2 separate regions of the Xenopus laevis genome follow, and region 1 is linked to region 2. A link is a contact called in public Hi-C data. All regions are on one chromosome and are shown on one strand. Each heading gives the region's core, a stretch centred on a gene start, on an enhancer-like site or on the middle of the called end of the contact. The rest is flanking DNA. Distances are from core to core; before and after follow the strand shown.

What was found. A called contact is a pair of places that touch in the nucleus more often than the background predicts.
Region 1: a contact with region 2 is called in a Hi-C map of the XTC cell line, with 2.3 times the contacts expected there. The contact joins the promoter of lsm10.L here to the promoter of rspo1.L in region 2. A contact is called at or near these places in 2 of 4 Hi-C or Micro-C datasets (the XL177 cell line and the XTC cell line).

Annotation. Positions count from the first base shown.
Region 1 is chr2L:88,311,053-88,318,732 of Xenopus_laevis_v10.1, forward strand. lsm10.L (U7 snRNA-associated Sm-like protein LSm10) reads left to right here and starts at 2,924. Exons shown (of 2, transcript XM_018246717.2): 1 at 2,924-3,078; 2 at 6,563-7,267. The coding sequence starts at 6,592. The coding sequence ends at 6,957.
Region 2 is chr2L:88,159,227-88,166,097 of Xenopus_laevis_v10.1, forward strand. rspo1.L (R-spondin-1) reads right to left here and starts at 4,744. Exons shown (of 6, transcript XM_018246716.2): 1 at 4,216-4,744.

The DNA.
Region 1 (7,680 bases), core at 1,674-4,173, 150 kb after region 2:
TTATTTTTTTTGTAACTAATAGTTTTATTGAAATTTTTCATAAAAAAAAAAAGAAAAAATACAAAGAAGAAAAACCTTCAAAGAAAAGAAAAGAAAAAGAAAACAACAAAAGGAAAAGAAAATGAGTGGGTCAGCAATATATAAAATAAGATATACTAAAAGACATAAGAAATACATACATACTTAAATAGTTATATAAACTTGCCAGTCAGAGTTTACACATGGGATATAAAAGGGTAGCCAACACGATGACCAAATTGAAGAAGCAGACCAAGCAAGAAAACATACAAAACAGGGCTGAGGTCATAGACCAGAACTCCCCAGCCTGGTTTGGTATACAATAATGAACAAATAACTCTAAACCTAAGTATCCCATTGATTATTAATGTAGAAAGTATATGTAATTCATTGTTGGTATCAGGCCCAGACTGGCAATCTGTGGGTTCTGGTATATGCCAGAGGTGCTGATGTAAGATGCCATAGAAAGTCACTTTTTAGTGGGCTGGTGGGGGGCTGTTTGGGCCTCTGTAGTTGGAATGCCAGTGACTATTTTGATTCCTAGTCCAGACCTGGTTGGTATTCTAAAGGAAATCCTGCACTGATTCCAACCTTTTGGCACTACAGGAGTTCTGTGTCTCTGCTTTATAGTAGAGCAGGTACACTAGAAATTGGCATGCCTCCAACTAGAGTCAGGAGTGATGCACCACCCTGGGAACTTTTCTCATCCACTATCATACACAGAGAGGAAAGGTTGATATACACCCTACATTTAAGACAACTTGTATAAAAACAGTCTGCCAGCCAGGCTGTAATGCAGATTATTTGGTCTCTGAGCTTCTGGAGATCCATGTATAGTTGCCATCTGGGCTGTATTTGACCGGCCTGGCTGGTAAAAATTATGGTTGATCCCAAATTTATTAATAGGGAAAAAAGATAAATATATAGGAAAACTGGTATTTTTTTCCCTAGCAACCCTAGATCCCTGAGAATAACTTCTTTTCCTTCCACACCCCAAACAGTGCACAATGTTTCACTGGGGTACAGTCCTGCAATAGGTCGGGTACACGTGAAATACCCCCCAACACAGTCGGGACTCGGTTGGACTATCATTAATGTCTCAACCCGCAGGCACCCATTTGGTACCAGGTGGGTGCAGATATTTGGGGGAACAAAAATTAAAACCTGCTTTACTGTAAATTAAATACTGCGAAGCCACTTCTGGTTTCTGTGACATCACTTCGGCCACTTCTAGTTCCTGTGACATCACTTCCAGTTTAGTGGCGCCAGTTGGGTTTATCATTAGGGATGCACCGAATCCACTATTCGGCCGAAGCATGCGCTGAAATGGACAGAAATTGCCAAAGCGCCGGAAGACACGAAGACCCAGAAGATGGGAAGATGGGAAGCCCTATGAAAACCGGACAGGTGGCAACCTTACCACCCTGCCCTGCCTGAAGTTAGAGGTGGGGAAAGGAGGAAACCCCAAACTGGTTTCATATTTTTGTTTACTGACAGAATTAACAGAAACTATAATCATTAATTACAACAATAGGCTCAGTCAGCACAAGCCCTATTTATTCAGCTCATTGTGAAAAGAGATGTATACTGTTCCTTTAAGACATAGGGGTATATTTATCAAAGAGTAATCACCACAGTCTGCTAAAGTGAAATTCAGCCACTCTCCATTCATTTCTATGGGATTTTTAAAAGAGTATTTATCAATGAGTGAAAGTTGATCCTTTGATAAATACGCCTTTAAAAACCCAATAGAAATGAATGGAGAGTATCAGAATTTCACTCTAGTGGAATGTGGTGAGCTCTAACCTCACTATTTGATAAATATAGCCCATAGACTATCCTGTGAGCTCTCCAATATTCCCACTACCAAGAGAGATCGTCTGGAGAAAAAGACTTTGACCACAGTAACATTTGTTTAGATGCCCATAACAGGAATGCCAGACATACTCCGGGCAAATTTACTAAGCGTTGAAAATTTGCCAGCGACGGCTTCGCAGGCAGCGCAACACTTCGCCAGGTGAAAATCTGCTCAGACAACGTTAATTCACAAGCATGCAAAGTTGCGTCCAGGGCGCTGAATGCTGGCGAAGTTGCACTAGCGTTAATTCGGCAAGCAGAGCAAAGTTGTGCTAGCGTTGGCTAATTTGCATATGGTGGGAAGTTAAAGTTGAATGGACGTATATGTTGCAGGAAAGTACACTACACAAAGGGAAGCGTAATAAAAGAAAGTTGTTCTATTGCCCTACATATGAGCCCAGTGTATAGTGTATGTTCCATATGTTAGGAAATGTAGGGGGGAAGCTGGATACCCCCCAAAAAAATGTACAATCTTTTGCAGCCTATCACCCTGAAAAAAAGGAAAGACGCTAGCGTTTTTTGGGATTTAGAAAAATTTTCAACAATTTTCAAGTCTGACGTGAGAAGTAATGTCAGTAAAATCCACATCTTAGTGAATTTGCAGAGTTACGTCCATTCGCCAGAGCGAAAATTCGCCTGGCGTTACGGAGTGAAATAACGCTACAGTTTATTTCCTTCGCTAGCGAAATTATGCCATTGACCGTAAATCAGCAAAGCTCTGAAATGACATCACGCTGGCGAATTTTCACCAGTGTTAGTCACTTCGCCCTTTAGTTAATTTGCCCCATAAACTGAATAGGGATACACAATCCCCTGGAATTTTAAGGGGTTGACATATAGGCAGGACCCTGCTGCAAGAAGAAAATAGGTGCAAAGCCAGCTCCCAAAAGGCTTAAATGCAGAATGGGATTTTAATATTTTAATCAGAAATTATATTTTTGCCCTTTCAGTCTCCCTTCATCACAAAGCCTTCAGAAATTGAAATTACGTTGGTGCTATTTGCATATTGTTTCACTAATCCTTCGTCACTCACTTTTGTTCAGGGATTGTGCATTTCTAGAAAGTTTGACCCAGTAAGGCATCTGTAGGAGGAGCATGTGACCAGCTAACCCGGAAGTCAGACTGTTCGTGTGGAGGAGTTTAGCTGGACGAGACAAACGAAGTGAATAGCTGGATGGTGTGCCTGAAGTTTATAGGTTTCTAGTGAGTAGTTATAAGCCTGCATTCTATTATTATTATTACAAAACCCGAATTGAGACTATAGAGCAGCATTGGCAGACATGGATCTATTGCTTGCTATACTAGTGTTTGACACACCAACACTGAACTGAGCATTTGTGGGCGATATTATTCACCATATTACTTTTGTATAGATATAAGGGATATTTTACTGTCTGGTTTGTGTGTACTTGTTGGTTATAACACTAAGTCAGCTTGATTTTGCACTTAATTGAGACAGAAAATTGTTATACTCACATTGCAAACAGCACCACTATATGCTATTCATTTTATGTACTGGTAACCCCCTGATTAAAGGTTTAAAGATCTATAAAATAGGAAGATGATGATAGGTTTGCCAGTGCAGCCACATTGCCAATATTTACCAGCTTAGAGATCAAAAATATATTGAGTGGGGAAGCAATATTAGAGATACTTGATTAGAGATCCTCTATTACTTAGATTAGTAGTGACAAAACATTTTGGTGATTTAGAAATATCAGGTCACTTTTTTTCTAATTCCATAAGTGTATTTTTTTTTGCTCACGGTCAGGTGTTTATCTATTAGTAAAGTAGAAAGTTGTGCAGTGGTCCCCAAATTACAAATTATTTATTTATTTTCAGCCCTGCTGCCTTGGCAGACAAAACAAGTGCAGTGATGTAACAAAAATGCAATGCAGGGCTTTTAGACCAGCAACCATCATCCAACCCAGAGCAGCCCTGCACACCAGGGCAAATTCACTAAGATTCGAAGTTGCAACAGCTTCGCCAGGCGTTTTGCCAGCCCTACGCAAATTCACAAAAATGCGAAGTTTCGCTCAGGGAGGAAAACGGTAGGGAAGTTGCGCTACTGTTACTTCGTCAGGCAAAGCGGAGTTACGATTGCGATGCCTAATTTGCATACGGCACGAAGTTAAAATATAATATATGCTGCAGCAACTACATCACACTACACAAGCCCAGGAAGCCTTTAAAAGATAAAATAAAGGTGTTCTATTGCCCCACACATGTGCCCACTGTATCGTTGAGTTGCCATATGTTAGGTAATGTAGGGGGTAGGGAGGGAACCCCCAAAACAATTTATGCTATTTTTCATAATATCGCCCTTAAAAAAGTAAAAGACGCCAGCGTTTTTTGGGACTTGTCAACTATTTTTGGACAAACTCCTATCTATTGTATTGAACTTCGCCTGGTCTGACCTGGCGAAGTAAAGTCTGGCGCAAGAGGTAACGTTCAGTAAAATTCGCAAGTTAGTGAATTAGTGTAGTTACGTCCCTTCGCCATAGCGCAACTTCGCCTGGCGTAAAGGTGCGAAGTAGCGCTAGAGTAGGTCCAATTCGCTAGCGAATTTACGCCAGCACCCATTAGTAAATCAGCAAAGTAACGAAATGATGTCACGCCGGCGTATTTGCGTTAGCCGCTTTAGTAAATTTGCCCTCATGTCATAGACTCCCTCCCCCTCCCCCCTTGCTTGCCAACTCCTGCTCACAGATCCACCACCCTCTCCCTTTGCTAATGTGCCACTGCTCCTGCCCACCTGAGCTACAGAAGGGCCAGAACTGCCTACCTCTAGTTCTGGCCCTGCAGGTGAAACACTGCCTACATTAGATGAAGTAGATTGAGCCTTTTATAGTAAAGACTTTATAGGCAGAAAAGTGGTTGCAATAGTGTCAGAATTAACACTTTTCAAAATTAACCCCTTACCTACTAGAGATCTTTGATATCGATGTGCTGAGTATTGACCGTAAACCGGGAAGAGTAAACCAGGAATGTATATTCTATGGCGCCGCCAATTAGGATTCTAGCAGCAGGCACATACAATAGTTATATTAAGGCTACTGTGATTCACAAAAAAATTGTTCATAGTTTTCAGGAATAAATATTTTTTGAATTATAGTGCCCACCAAGAGGCTTCAGGTGCAGATATGTACAGTGAGTCACTTCAATATTATCTGATCTGCAGAGGACAGTGAGCCTGTCCAAACGCAATACATTTGCCACTCTGTTATGTCTAGTCATTGCTATCGTAGTCTCAAATTGCACAGCTCTTCTTCCATCAGCTCTGCCATGTCACCCAATCAAGTCATATAGTACATATCTTATGATATCTATGCTGAATAAAAAGCTAAATAACTCAAAAACCACAACTAAAAAATGAAGACCAATTACAAATTGTCTCAGAATATTGCTCTCTACACCTTACTAAAAGACAATTGAAAGATGAACAACCCTTTTAAACCTGAAGTTAACAAAAGTTACTTCATGGTTGTGCTTTTTTTTTTGTCACTTGGTGCGACTGTTGTTTACTAATACACTTATTCACGTACAGTGTATATAAATGAATTGTGTGTCCAAAAATGAACAGTAAAGGGTCATTAACTGTGATAAATTAATGCTAAGGTCCTACTGTTTTGTATTTACTTTTAATTTTGTGGTCATGAGTTTTGGAAGCCCATGCATACTCTCTAATGGCATGCAAGTGAAAGTGATTTGGCTCTATTGCTAGATTTCTTGGAAATAGACCTATGTAAACCAATAATGGCATGCTGGGGTCCTCTAGTGACCAAACAGAGGTATAACCTTTTAGTTAAAAAAAAAAAAAAGCCCACATGCATGCTTGTAAGATAAAAAATATAGTTTTATTAAACATTTTTAAAATATCAAAAACTCCCCACATGTTTTTAATATTTTAAAAATGATTTAATAAACAATATTTTTTATCTTACAAGCATGCATGTGGGATTTTTTTGAAGTAAAAAGTGATTTGGCTACCTTGCTACATTTCATTGCACAGTGATTTTTCCATGCATTGCTAGTCGGCAAACAAGTTGTGATCATGGGTGATAACTGGAGATATAGTTTTTATGATTTATAGTGATTTCTAATATTTTTCTGGGGACCCAACCAAGATAATTGAAAACAGTTTGTTTACAGCCATGCTCTAGCCAGCATTTCATTCTAACCATTTCTTTTAACCATGAAAGTGGCAGGGCCACTATTAAAGTACCATTGCACCAATGGTATAGATTTTACTATATTGGGTTGCACCTTGATCTATGCTGTATCATGCGTTTACTGGCAACGTGCAGTTCTACAAGATCAAGGTGTCCGCAGCATTTAAATGGTTAGGAATCTGGTCAAAAGTGTCCTAAATATGGGGAATGTTCAAGATGTCGTAATTTAAGTAAAAGTTTGAAGTCACTTAGTTAAAAAAAACCATTGTATTTGTTACAGCCAGTATAAAGGTTTAGCTGGTGTTATTTTCTTTTGGAAAAGTATAACCTGAATAGAAATGAGTTTGATGAAGTCATAAAGAATGTCTGCTATTTAAATAGATTAGTCCAGTCTCTCAACTGTGGGTAGATCAGACTTTGTTTTTAAAGATAGTGTCCCATTTATAATAAAGACTTAAATAATACTGTAAAGGTTGTCATTGACACAGATTTACACAGAATGTAATGTTTTCCAGAATAACTTGCCCTTTAGAGTGGTGTCAACATGGAAGTCAGCCACTCTGTGAAGGAGAGGACCATTTCAGAAAACAGCCTGATCGTACTTCTTCAGGGACTTCATGGTCGCGTCACTACCGTTGAGCTCCGGGATGAAAGCTCAGCTACTGGCACCATTACTAATGTAGATGCCTTCATGAACATTCGCCTGGCAAAGGTCACTTACAGAGACCGCCGAGAGCGAGAGACAGAGCTGGATGACCTTTTCATTACAGGACGCAATGTCCGTTACGTGCATATTCCCGAAGAGGTGGATGTAATCACCACAATTGAAAAACAACTGCAGAAAATTCAAACAGTCCGCGGATTTGGTGGAACAGGAAGGAAAGAGTTTGCTAGAAGAAAGCCCAAGTGAAATAAAAAGACTGTATGCCCAGGGCTCCTTTAGACACTATGGACATGCAGTAGCTGCCATTGAACTGACATGCAAGATAGGACGAACAAAGTCTACTTTGCAAAATATGCAACATATTTTCTTACCAACATTATGTTACTCTTTATAAAGTATAATCGAAATAAGTTAATGCGGGTTTGGATTCATTCTCACTTTTTTTTTTGATTACAGTACGATTGCAATATTTTCTGTTAGCAGGGATATATATTTCTTATGCATAATTTTCTGACTGTAATTTGATTTTCCTTTTTAAATTTGGTTTGCATTTCAATTACTGACTGTGTTTTTTATTGCATTACACTCATGATGGTATGTGCTATGAATAATTGGGTGCCGTCTTTCAAACCTTTTCGTTAGAACATCATACTGATCCGCCAGTCACCTTTATATGTTGCTTAAGTGCACAGTAAGAAAACACCAATGCTTCATGGCTAAGCAAGGTGGTTTCAGTTGCCATATACACACACTTTTGAAAGTACAAAGTTTTGGCATTAACCTTAATATAAATTTAATTTTCAGAACTATATTGAAATTTCGGAAAAAAAAAAAAAACCCTTTGTTTATTTAGGTCTGTGAAATTCAAGCAGCACCTATCTCTACTGTTTCCCCCACTGCAGTTGTGGGCTGACAGAACATACCCTTCAATGGTCAGTCTCTCTCCCATATGTAATGCCACAAATACCT
Region 2 (6,871 bases), core at 3,494-5,993:
AGATGGGTGAGTGCCCCCTGGGTACTTCCTTGTGCTGAAGGAAGGTGAGTGGCCCTGGAGACCACCTTGTGCTGAAGGAGGGTGAGTGGCCCTGGAGACCTCCTTGTGCTGGAGGAGGGTGAGTGGCCCTGTAGACATCTGTGTGCTGAGTAGCAAGGAAGGAATCTGTGTGTTTCCCCACTAAACTGAAGTGTTGGTGAAAGCAACAAGTGACTGGAGAGAAGAACCATATAACCTTCGTAAGAGACTGTGTTAAGTGAAAGTCTAACAGAGGATTCTGGGACTTGTTATATCCAAGGCTGTAAACACTGGATGTATTTGTGTTTCTGTGTACACTAATGTTGGTGTTAAGTGGGACTACTAATCCTATGCCAAGCAAGTGAGCTGCATCTGTTGGTTTTGTTCATAATAAAAGCCAGCAAAGCTGCATTGAACTTATGGTGGTGTCAGACTCAATTTCTGTGCTTAAACTGTGCCATGGCTATGGTCCCAGCTAACCTGAATGTCACTTGTGATAAACAGTGAAATATGTTTTTCTAAATTGAATTGCATCTCAGATTGGGGTATATTTATCAAAGAATGAAGTTAGAGATAACCACAGTCCACTAGAGTGAAATACCGCCTCTATCCATTAATTTCGAAGGGATTTTTAAAAGGGTATTTAATATAGGGTGGAAGTGAATGTTTACCCTTTGATATATGCCATTAAAAATCCCATAGAAATTAATGGAGAGAGGCGGTATTTAACTCTAGCGGACTGTGGTTATCTCTAACTTCACTCTTTGATACATATACCCCATTGAATCCAAACCTTTTTCTCACTGAATTGAATCTGGCCCAATGTATGATATCACATTTAACAATTTATTGAATAAATCATTGTGAAACTGGACTGTTAGCCAAGGGAGTCCAAATTAAAACCATTTTTGATGCACTGTGGAAGTGTTGTACATTTTTAGTTAATAACATATTAGCAGTACATATAGCTTAGAGGTTCCAATCACAATAACAGACTCACAGGAGAAGCTATGTACCATCATTTGGATAAATTATACATTTGATTGTAGTCATTCTGCTGTCAGATATGTGGGTCTCTAACAAAATCCCTGCTCTTGGTGGTATTATCTGCAAAGTCCTATGCATTGCTGGAAGATCCCCAGTGTCACAAAGAATTTCACATGAATGAGAGAATGTGGTTACAGTGATATCACGAGTCTCGCTATTGTTCCAGATTTTCACTTCTCTAGGTCAGCATAGGGATGTTGACAGTATTGTTGAATGCCAACACTAAAAGATGGGGGATGGACTTTTAACTCCTATAATAATAATGCATTTGCTATGAGCTGCATTTTGAAAATCATGCCAAAAATTTAAAGGACAAATAATCCACAGCAGTGTTGCTCTACCCAAATTTTGGTAAACTACAGCACTCAATATATACCAACATAATATCATGGGGAAAACATGCTGGGGGCTGTAGGCATTAATATCAGGGCTGGATGCACAACAAATCCTTATTCTTAGTTCTTCAGGGCCACCAAGACAATTGAAGCAAGAAGATCCTCCAGCAGAATCCGGCCTCCTTTGTGTACACCTTAGTTATGAATTTAAACCAGATTTACAAAAAGGCCCCTGCTCTATGGTTTTGCTTTGTGGCAAAATGCCAGTTGCTTCCACTTTTCTGAATAAGGTGCAAGACGCAGAGTAAAGACATCGATGCAAAAGAGTCCTGGAATTACTACCTGTCTTTAGGAGGTTTTGGACCTTATAGTTAAATCTTTTGCACATTGTGGTGCCTGCAACTAACATGGACACAAAATACTAATTTGTACAGAAGTTTGAGCGACGTGTGTTTTATAGATTTTGACTCTTCTGTTCTGTATAGTGATGGGCGAATCTGACCCATTTAACTGAAAATTTGACAAAATCCATTGAACTCTATGGGTGATAAAATTCTTTAGACGCACACATATTTTATTTGACACACACACAACAATTGTTTTCACTCATTGGAGCCTCTATTTGTACTTCCTAACTACAGCTCTTTATCAAAGGTTTATTTAAGTTTACACCAAATACTAACAACAAAAGTTCAAATGGATTGAATGAATATATCATTGTTTTCCTGATGATATGGAGCTAATTGTTATCTCTGGATGAAGAGTGTCACTGACACTGAGAAACCGACAATCACTTGACTGCAAGAATTTAGTGATGATTCATAAGTCAGCTCCTTGTCGGTTTGGCAAAATCTATAAGCAGGATATTTATACAGGTCACCAAACTGTACTTATCTGATTGATCTGGCCAATCAGTAACATTGTAATGTGCCTCTGTGGGACCATTACGTTTGGCTGGTGACTCCATATAGATACTAATAGGGATAATCCGATTAGTGCAGTGCTGTAAATAGATGTTACTGGGCCCAATTGGTAAATTGACATATTCCAGTGGACCCCAACCAGTGGCTTGTGAGCAACATGTTGCTCACCAACTCCTTGGATGTTGCTCTTGGTGGTCTCAAAGCAGGTGCTTATTTTTGAATTCCAAGATTGGAGAAGTTTTAATTGCATGTAAACCAGATATAATGCCGGACAACTCCACCCGTAAGCTGCCAGTCCATTTATGGGCTACAAAATGACCAATCATAGTCCTTATTTGCACAACCCAGGAACTCTGTTGGGGACCCCTGACATATTCTATCAAGATAAATTGAAAATTTTCATTAATTAGGGGTTCACTGACAAAGGATCATGAGGCAAAGTTTAACTCTGTCCAGCCCAAAAACTGGCCATAGCATCCCTCATTAATTACGTGCTTCTCTTCCTAATTAAATTAAAGAGCATCAGATTAAAGGTCTTGTGGTCAAATAATCTGCAACAAATATATTTGTCATCTTGGTACATATGTCCACAGAATATTATGCAATGCATGAAAACACCTTTTTCCGCTCCAGAATTTCCTTAAAACCATATTAAAAGTCACACGAGACACTTAAACTGTCAGATGAATGCAGCGTGTAGTCGTTTTTTGGTTTTTTTTAACTCAATATCCATGATGAAAACAGAGTTTCTGTCCAGCATTAGCATTTAAGAAACTGAGACCCCAGTTCTGCCTGGTTTAAATTATAAAGCAACTAGAAATCAAACTTGTGGAGACTTTTGTTCATTTGCTCTTGTTTTTAACACTTTCGATGTGATTTTAGTGTAGAATGTACATTTTTAGTTACGTGTTTCAAATTATGCAGTATGAAACAACCTAAAAGAAACCAAAAACACATTTTTCCCCCATTACACCCACTAATTTTGGTTTCCAAATCTGATAACTGTAGGATCTGCCTGGCACAGAATTTGCAGAACAGTCCAACAGGATAAGAAACACTATGTTTGCTTTCAATAGTTCTACAGTTGATGCCAAATTGCCATTGCCATTCATTAGACCTCTACAATCTGCATGCAACATAATCATTTGTGTATTGTAATCATAGTCCTAAAACTGGCCATAGACGTGCAGATTAGAGCCTATGTCAGATGAACAATCATCAGTGCCAATTTTCTGACCTGCAACTAACCATTCAGATTAAAATAAAGTAGTAAAGAGATCAAATCACAGAATGCTCGGGCCATTAAGTGACAGACCGCAATCATACGAACATCATGTCTGAAAATATTAGTGACAGTTTTCCATTGATATCGTCGATATGCAATACATGCAGAGATCTTATCGGTAGACAATATAAATCTTTTAACCTGTCCGACCGAACAACATGGTACAAAAAAATGTCAGGACACTCAAGGTCCAAAAATCGTATGAATCTTCGTTTTGTACAATGGTATCTTTGCGTCTATGGTCAGCTTTAAACTGACCAAATTATAATGCCTAAGAGTATCCCTCATTGTGTGGCTGCTGTGCTGAGTACAATAAATAAGACATTTCTATTTCTATGGTTAAATTATACTCCTGTATCTGGCATATAAAAGGCATCACTGTAATCTCTGTGAGATATATAAAACAGTATCCAACAATTCTCATAAGCGTATCTACTAAACTATCTATCTTATTGATCAATCCAATGCCCGGACTAAAATAATTGACTGATAAGCATGTGATATTTACACTTTTTATAGCAAATGTATGTCTAAGGCAATGTCACAGGTATCTAACAACGAACAATGACTAGTGTAGGAAAAATCACATTAAATCAATGAAGCTTACCTGTGCTGTAGTATCCACAAGCTTTTTTTTCCTTTTAGAAATCCCTGTTCGACCAAAGGATACAGAATTAACCAAGAAAGGCAATCAAAAAGTCCAAAAGCAAAGACTTGTATATGTTTGTAAAAGAAGACAAAGAAAAAAAGGTAAATTTTTGGCACAAATAAACACTGCAGAAAGTGCTTCTCTACCAAACACTGAAAGCTCCAAGTGGTTTTCACAGAGAGATCTGCCTGTGTCTGTATTGCAGTCTATCAGCAAAACCTAGTGTTCACTTCTAAGCAAATTGTCCAGTGAGAAAAAAAAGCTTCTCCAGCCCCGACCACATTCATGTGCATGAGGCTAACTCTCTCTCTCTCCCTCTTTCTCTGTCTGTCTGTCTCTTGCTCTCTCTCTCTAGAGCATCTAGCTTTTCAAGGGTAGAGTGGGAGATATCTGTTGCATGAGAGTGAAACCCCCCTACTAGAAAGGAAAAGCTTTAACTCCTCTTGTGCTGTGCAGGGCAGCAGAATTTACAATGTAAGCCAGAAAGTTGCTTGCTGTTGTTTTTTTTGGACATTTTATACTTGAGAGGAGGAGGGGAGTATTTCCATTTTCTGAGAGAGCCTATCATAAATGCGTGACTTTTGAAACTGAAAAATTGCTGCCTTCTCTCTACATAGCGCAAACTGTCAGTTTTTAATAAATAAATAGTAAGTTCTAAGGTCTGAGCTAGGCTGAATAGGCTCCAGAGAAAACAGCTCACTAAAATTCCTCTGACAGGAAGACATGGCATGCCATTTCATATATTTTAAACACTGTTAAAGAATGAAAATATTTACCTATATACCCTGGTACCTGTTATTCAGAATACTCGGGACCTGGGGTTTTCCAGGATATGAGGTAATTTGGATATCCATAACATAAGTCTACTAAAAAATAATTTACACATTAATTAAACCGAAAAAAAGATTGTTTTGTTTTAATGATATCTTAATTGGATCAATATTTTATGGATCTCAACTAAGATTATATTTTAGTGCTTCTTTAAAGCAGGTACAACTAGCCTGGATCCCCAACTGTCACAGAACAACTGGTTCCCACATTCCTCTTTGAGCCTCTGGCCAGAAGCTGTAGGTATGTACTTGACTCCATACTGTGTGTGCTAAACTACTTTGGCATCTGCATTATGGCTCCTTAGATCATAAAATGAGTTTCTAGAGACTATAGCCACAAATTGAATAAACATTGTTGCTAATGTGTCAATCTCTGAGCAGATATTGATGGTCTATCGCTAAAATATATAGCTCCCAGTCATTAAAAAGACTCCTTCAAATTCTTATATTTATCACATAATTTATCACTTCATATTGCTTAATTTATCTCTTATTTTGTCACTTAATTTATTACTTATCTCCCTCTTTCATCTAGTGCTACCGCTCGGATGCTGTTAAGCTTCTTCAAAAGCAACAGGCATCTCCACCCTCATATAGACAGAATGAATTTATATATATATATATATATATATATATATATATATATATATATATGTACAATCTGCTCATACTCCTTCATACTTGAGCAAGGGTACATTATAGAAAGTGAACCTTGCTATGATCACTGTATATTCTCCTTTAAAATAACATTCACAGAATGTAAACTGTCCAAGTAAAAGGTTGCCAGCTATCTATGCTGTATCAGTGCCACAGGCATAGTTATTATCTCATATTGTGAAACTAATTATACACAGCATTGTAAGCAAAAAAAAGGCAAGCAGTGATTCCCACCCCTTCAGAGCTTCAATGTCTGAGATGCTGGGGGATTGAGTAACTTACCCAAGGCCATAAGGAATTGGAGTTGACACAGTAATGAAACCCAGGCCTCTCTGCTTTAAAGTCCAGTGACTTAACCTCTAAGCCATTCCTTCTCCCCCTACAGCAATAGTAAAGCTTGATATTGACAGAAACAGTAGAAACATCAAACCACAATTCCACAAGGCTTTTTACATAAATAGAATAAAAGTCATCTTTATTAAATACAAAATAATAGTATTAGGCGTTGTTGAAAAATGGGACATGTCAGTACTTTTCTCATTACAGTTTTTCTAGTCACCAGGAAGTATTTTCTTCCATCCTAGCATTTTAAACCGCAAAATATCCCAATATACAGGGAAGCCGATGTAGATGTAAATCTTTTGTTACACATGGAATTTTAATTCTCAGTTTTTCCTGTTGCTCTAATCCCCCAATGTAACTAAATGCAGAGGCAGTATGTCATTTTTCCAATAAACACGTTATAATGAGAATTTACAAGTTCTGAAACCACTGTCATTAACACCTTAATTTAACGCCTGCCAACGGAGATTGCAAAGAAAGGAGCAGATCCCACACAAGTGTCAGAATATGTGACAATAATCTAAAGTGCTCAGAAGGAAAGCAATCTTTCCTGTTTCACCTCATCCATTCTGCGGGCATTATTCCCAGCTGTGACCTGCTTGTACGGATTCACACTGAGAACAGCTGCTCCTCGGCAAGCCACTGATCACATGTCAAGGTCCCTCAGTTTAAGGCCTATTAAAAATGCCTTAAATTACCACTTAACCCCTTTTCTAAATAATGTGTGCAATCAATGGCACTCAAGAGAAGATTTGTGTGACTGATGTCATCTTTCAATCTTCCCC